Regions from separate parts of the Macaca mulatta genome. Here region 2 is linked to region 1. A link is a contact called in public Hi-C data. All regions are on one chromosome and are shown on one strand. Each heading gives the region's core, a stretch centred on a gene start, on an enhancer-like site or on the middle of the called end of the contact. The rest is flanking DNA. Distances are from core to core; before and after follow the strand shown.

Region 1 (2,869 bases), core at 282-2,781:
CAGCCTGCAGCGCCTTGAAGATGGCGTTGGGGGAGATGTGCGTCTGCTCCGTGGCCTCCTCTGCCTCCGCCTGCCCGTTCTTCACCGACTTCCTCCGCCGCGGCTGGTACTTGTAATCCGGGTGGTCCTTCTTGTGCTGCACACGCAGCCGCTCCGCCTCCTCCACGAAGGGCCGCTTCTCGCTCTCGTTCAGAAGTCTGCTCGGGGCGGGGCAGGGCGGGGGGCACAGAGAAAAAGAGGGAGAGGGGTCAGTGAAACCCGCCAAACTGTCAGGTCGGCGGGGAGGCGGCGGCGACCCAGACCACTTGGCTTTCTTTGCATACAACTCCATCTTCCCTCCCGCCTGCAACCACAGCTTATAACTTTTCTTAAAAATAAACAAATAAATAAATAAGTTCTTGCAGTCCGACCTGAGCGGTCACTCCCCGCCCCCTCCATCCCCTCCCCTTTTATTTCTATTTTGGAAACGCCGAAGATGAAAACGACTCCTGCTGCTGCCCCCTAAACGCCTTTGCTGCTGGAGTTATCGCCCCCAATCCCAACACCCTTAAAAACTTTTCCCCAATTACTCTCCAATTCTCACCCCCCCATACACTCCCACCTATTTCCAGCAGCCTCCCTCCTCCCGCCTCCCAATTCCTGCCAAGGGTCTCCTCCAACCTCGGTTTCTCCCCTGCCCCATCTCCGTGGGTGTGTGTGTGTGTGGGGAGGAGGGGGCTGCACGAGACAGTGCAGTTTTAAGGGGCGGGGTGGGGGAAGCCAAGCTTCACTTCCCCGCCCCGATTGAGCTTCCAGGCGACGGGAGAGCAGGATGGCAGCCCCCTCCTTCCGTCTCCCACCAGTCTTCGTCCATCCTCCAGCTACCTCCCCCACCCCTTCCACTTACCACCCCCTCCTCCGCGTCCCCGAGAGCAGCCCAAGAACTTTGACAAACTCTGAGCCACAGTTACACCCCGTTCCCACTCCCACACCCCCATCCCGCCGGCTCCCGGAACCGCAACTCCCGGGCGATGGGAGGCGGGGCGGGGCAAGTCAGCCCTGGCCAGAGCCCCCCGCCGCCACGATGCCCACCTTGCCGCGCCGCCCCCGCTGGGCCCTACCTCCAGAGCTTGCCCAGCGTCTTGCTGAGCTCGGCGTTGTGCAAGTGCGGGTACTGGTCCGCGAGCTTCCTGCGCGCCGCCTGCGCCCACACCATGAAGGCGTTCATGGGCCGCTTGACGTGCGGCTTGTTCTTGCTGGAGCCGTTGACGCGCACCGGCATGGGCACCAGCGTCCAGTCGTAGCCCTTGAGCACCTGGCTGACTGCCTCGCGGATGCACACGGGGAACTTGTCCTCCTCGCTCTCCTTCTTCAGGTCGGGCTCGCCCTTGGGGAACGTGTTCTCCTGGGGCCGCGTGTTCTCGGTGTCCGAGCCGGAGCCCGACGGGCAGGGCGAGCCCGCGGAGTCCTCGGACATGGTGGGGCTGGGGGCGCCGGACAGGCCCTTCTCCTGCTCGTCGGTCATCTTCATGAAGGGGTCCAGGAGATTCATACGCAGGCCCGGGGCAGGGGGCGGGTGGCCGGGAAAGGCGAGAAGCCGCGGCGGCTCGGGGACTCGAGGCGCGGGCTCCTCTCCCCTCGGCTGCCCGGATGCGGAGCGAGCGGCTCCCGGGGAGGCTGGCGCGTCGGCCGGCTACCACTTAGGGAGGCGCGGGGCCAGTCCGCAGCTGCCCGCTCCAAGTAGGGGGAGGCGAATTGGAGAGGAGGAGGAGGGGAGGAAAAGGAGCAAAAGTGGGGGCGCTTGTACCCCTTCTCTTCTCCTCCTGCAAAGAAAAGTTTCCGGGGTTGAAACTGGCGAGTCTCCGCGCCACTGAAGTTTCCAGTCAGTTTCGAGCTCCGCTCTCCGCTCTCCAACTCCCAGCCCAGGGTCTCTTTAATAAATACTCCTCCTCACCTTAGAGCCACCCGCCAATCACAGCACAGCAGTCCCAGGCAGCTGATTGGACCCGATTTTGGGGAGGGAGGAGGATTGCGGCACTGGGCTGGGTGACGAGACGGGAGGGGAGGAGAGGGGAGGGGAGCGCAGCCAAAGGGTGGATGGTCGGGAAGGGGGGGCGGGGGGTGCTGCGGGAAAGGCGGGGGACCCGGGACTTCCAAGTGTGTAAGTTTGTCGAACTCTCGGAATGCCAGAATTTTAGTGACTTCTCCGCGCGAATCTTTGTGTGTGTGTGTGTGTGTGTGTGTGCGCGCGCGCGCGCGCGCAAGTGTGTATGTCTAGACTAGGATCTACCCCCACCTCCGACATTTATTTTCACTGCTCTCTCCGCGGCACAGGGGACTTAGCTGGAGTTTGTAGTATTCGAAAAGCAGCCGCTTCTTAATGCGTAGCCGAGTTTACGCGCCTGGGGCCTGCCTGCCTGCAAAAGTGCTTAGAAATAGTCTTTTGAAGCAAATGTTTTGGTGACTCAACGCCCGCTGTTCCTCCGTAATAATCCACATAAATAGATTAACATGCTCGGGTTCGCCGGGGCTGGTGCGGCTGGTCAGGATTCTGCTGCGCTTTTGCAAAGGGAGTCAATGGAAAGCAAAGCTAAGTCCCCGCGAAGGTTGGCAGCGGCGGCCGTGGCCACGCAGGATCCCCGCGCTCTCGGGGCCGCCCCGCGCCACACCGACCTTGAGCTCTGACAAGTCTTTCTCCAGTCCCGCGACCCCGCCGACGCTCCTCAGTAACAGGGCTACTGCTCTGACGTTTTGGTCTTTGCCTCCTGGTCGAGTCAGAAACGTCAGCCGAGTCGTCCTGCCTGGGGAGAGTTTGCTAACTGCTCTGGCTTTGAGAGATCGAAGTTTGCCAATGCGGCTGTCCCAGGCCGCGAGGCCCAGGCCGGTCACT
Region 2 (3,134 bases), core at 375-2,874, 220 kb before region 1:
TTCCCTTCCACCATGATTGTAAATTTCCTGAGGCCACCCCAGCCATGTGGAACTGTGAGTCAATTTCTTTATAAATTACCCTGTCTCGGGCAGTTCTTTATAGCAGTGTGAGAATGGACTAATACAGGGGTTATTCATTCTCTTAGCTAACCTATCCTGTCCTGCACTTATACATCATGCCTTTACAAATGTTGTTCCCTCTACTTAGAATGTTCGCCCTCCTTTCACCTGGCAAGTGATCATTAATCTTCCAAAGACCCGTTCAAGTATCATCTCCTTGCTAAAGTCCTGTAGAGTTAGAAACATCCTTCCAGGCACTGCTTCTGTTTGGTCATTCAACATCGTGTGTTTACTGTATAGCAGGCGCTATGCTAGGTGCTGGGTTCATACAGCCTCCATACAACCAAACCCCTGCCTTCCTGGGGCTTCCATAGGGAAGACTTTAAGTTTACAGCCTCAGTCTCCTTCTCTTGATATAAATGCCATGAGGGTAGAACTCAGACCTAGTCATGTTTGTATTTCAGCAACTGGCAGAGAGTAGGACGCCAGTAACTATTTGCTAAAAGTCAGAATTGCACCTCTTTTTTTGAGCAAACCCAGCCCTCATCCATCCTACTGGTGTATGCAATTCACACGTTTTCATGACCCCTGTTTTGTCTCCCTTCCTGGATCTCAGGCCCTTTGGGAGTGAGGCTGTGCCTTACCGTTCTATGTGTGAGTCAGAGCTGCTGGTCCAGGGAGGCCTGGACACACACGAGCTATGCAGCAGATGTCTTGCTCACAGCTCGTAGAAATGGGGATGGAGACCATCATAAACTCATTCCAACAATGACATTACTTATGCAGAAAGTGGCAAACAGGTGACATTGAGATCGAAGGCTTTCCATCTTCAGGTGCTGCTACTGTGTTGTGGGCTTGTCCTTGGGAATGAACAATGGACTGGAGACACAGTCCTAGGCATAGCCCCAGAGTCACCGGTGACTCGGTTGATCATTGGGCTGGTCCTGTCCCTTCTCTGGACCTTGAAGTCCACTTCTGCAGAATGGGGAGTGGATGGGGGATCTTCACTTCTCTGTTTCCTCAAAGACAACCTAAGTGGGTTCATGTGAGATAACCCCAGAAAGATCCCAGAAGGAGCATGTGGGGGAATCTGCTTTTTATGCATTGTTTAAGGGGTGGGAGAACAGCTCTGGCCTGGTCCAGGCCATTGCACACACTGTCCTTGTGGCCTGGACTCCTGGGAACATTTCTGGCATTGGGGGGGGAAGGTCTGAGTGTGCTATTTTCCAAACAGTGCTGCTTCCCCGTCCCAAGAGAAAAAAACTGGCAGAGGAGAGCCGTGCCCTCTCACCCCTCGTCTCTGCATGGTGGTAACACTTCAGTGGGCTCTCTAATGAGCCTGCACCCCTCCCTGAAGCCATGGCTTGTTTCCTTCTCCCGGGAGCCTGGCACTGAGCCCTGGATGCTGTCATTGTCTTGGGGACAGACTCCCCTCTCCCCAGCGCCTTCCGTGGCTCACACCACTAGGTTGGGCAACTTTGCCCCGAACCAGGCTCGCACTCTAGAGATCCTTGAGCGGTTCCTCCATCCCCGTGGCTGCTGAGAGCAGCGCAAATCGGCTCAGCTGGTGCTGTGTGCGCATGTGCGCCTTTCCGTCTGGCAAGTTCTCAGGCTGGGCGAGGGGGGCTGATCTGCAGACACTTCATTCACAACTTGTTGTTGGTTGGTATTTCTCTTCCAAGGGAGGCGGAGGTGTGGTTGCAAAATAAATCTTAGGTTTTTTTTTTCTCCTCCCCAAAGAAATCATTGTGTTGTAATGCGGGGAGAGCCCGAGCCGATGACATTTTTATGGGGCTGCCTCTGGTGAAGACTGGCGTGTCTGCTTGGGCCATCCAGAGGGTCCGTAGATCTCTTTCTCTCTCCCATCGCCATCCCCCGCCCCCTTTCTCTCACAGTAATACAACTTCAGTTCAATACTTGTCTAGAATTCTCAGTGGGGCTACCTAGGCTAAGAGGGGGCGGGGGCGGGGGAGATGACATCATATCCTCACCAGCGGATTGGCTGCTTGCAGGCTTCAGGAATGATATCATCTCTGCTTGTGCCTCCCCACCCCCCTTTACTTCCAGTCCTTTCCTGGCCGGGCAAGGTCCCCCTCCCCAGCACCCCACCCCAGGATACCCCGTTGCCTTGGAGACCACAGTTTTCCACCCCGTTGTCTGAAGGAATGGCAATTCATTATATGTGTGACGTGGGGGTGAAGGGTGCAGGGAGGGAGACCCGGGCTGGACGGTTGGGAAGGAAGGTCGTGGACAACAAAATAATGAACAAAAATATGTTTCACGCATGAGAAGCTGTCCGAGATGGTAGTGAGGGAGAGGTCATGGCAAACAGTCTTTATGGCATGGTAAAGTGAAGATTCAAAAAAAAAAAAACAAAAAAACGTAAGGAGTGGCCAAGATAGTGTGGAAAACATCCACCCCCTCCCAGAGACAGCTCATTAGGAAGGTTTTGGAGGGGGACTCGCAGGAGGTCGGGGGCTGCTGTGTTATCTTTGGAGGAAAGGCCATCCCTTCTCTTCCCCTCCGCAGACATATCCAGTGAGACAACTCTCTCCCCAGCAAGCTTTTCTCAGGGAGCAGGCAGTTTCTTGAAAAAAATGAACCAGATGAGGATCCACCCACCTCCAGAAACAAAGACTGTGGCTGTCTCCAAGAATGAAGCACCAGTCTCTTAGTTGGCATCCCCAGGAGACCAAGGTGGGAGGGAAGCATTACCCATCGAGGTTGTATGTGGTGTGTGTCTGTATCCGGGTGTGTTTCCATGATCTGTGGATGAACTGCATATGCCAATCGTGTTCACTAGGGAATATTTCAATCCTGATTTCCCTGGGACAGGTTAAAGACAGCAGCTGACAAATTCCCCTGGGTCCTGTCCTACCTCCTCACACACCTTCCCCACTGTTGTCTCTTTCCAGAGGCACTCAATCTCCCTGCTTGCGCTGTTCATATGTGTCTATTTATCGTATTTCTCTAGGTGTGTTTAATGTTGATTTTCTTGTCCAGGGCATTCTTTAAATTCAGCAATTCAAGGTTTGAGGTTTAGAATATTGGCGGAGCCTCCTGGCAGGGATTCT

The links. A called contact is a pair of places that touch in the nucleus more often than the background predicts.
Region 2: a contact with region 1 is called in a Hi-C map of fetal cortical plate, with 3 times the contacts expected there. The contact joins the enhancer-like site here to the promoter of SOX9 in region 1. A contact is called at or near these places in 2 of 14 Hi-C or Micro-C datasets (fetal cortex germinal zone and fetal cortical plate).

The regions. Positions count from the first base shown.
Region 1 is chr16:81,758,847-81,761,715 of T2T-MMU8v2.0, reverse strand. It overlaps SOX9 (SRY-box transcription factor 9), which reads right to left and starts at 1,531. Exons shown (of 3, transcript NM_001032868.1): 1 at 1,101-1,531; 2 at 1-197. The coding sequence starts at 1,531. LOC106994120 (a long non-coding RNA gene) reads left to right here and starts at 2,083. Exons shown (of 5, transcript XR_013407123.1): 1 at 2,083-2,140.
Region 2 is chr16:81,982,276-81,985,409 of T2T-MMU8v2.0, reverse strand. No RefSeq gene overlaps it. Among named protein-coding and RNA genes, the nearest start is that of SOX9, 220 kb to the right of the region's middle. Within about 2 kb of position 1,624, at least 15 of the 40 cell types and tissues checked have an H3K27ac peak or open chromatin away from gene starts, as enhancers often do. A contact at or near this core is called in fetal cortex germinal zone and fetal cortical plate, where this site is marked.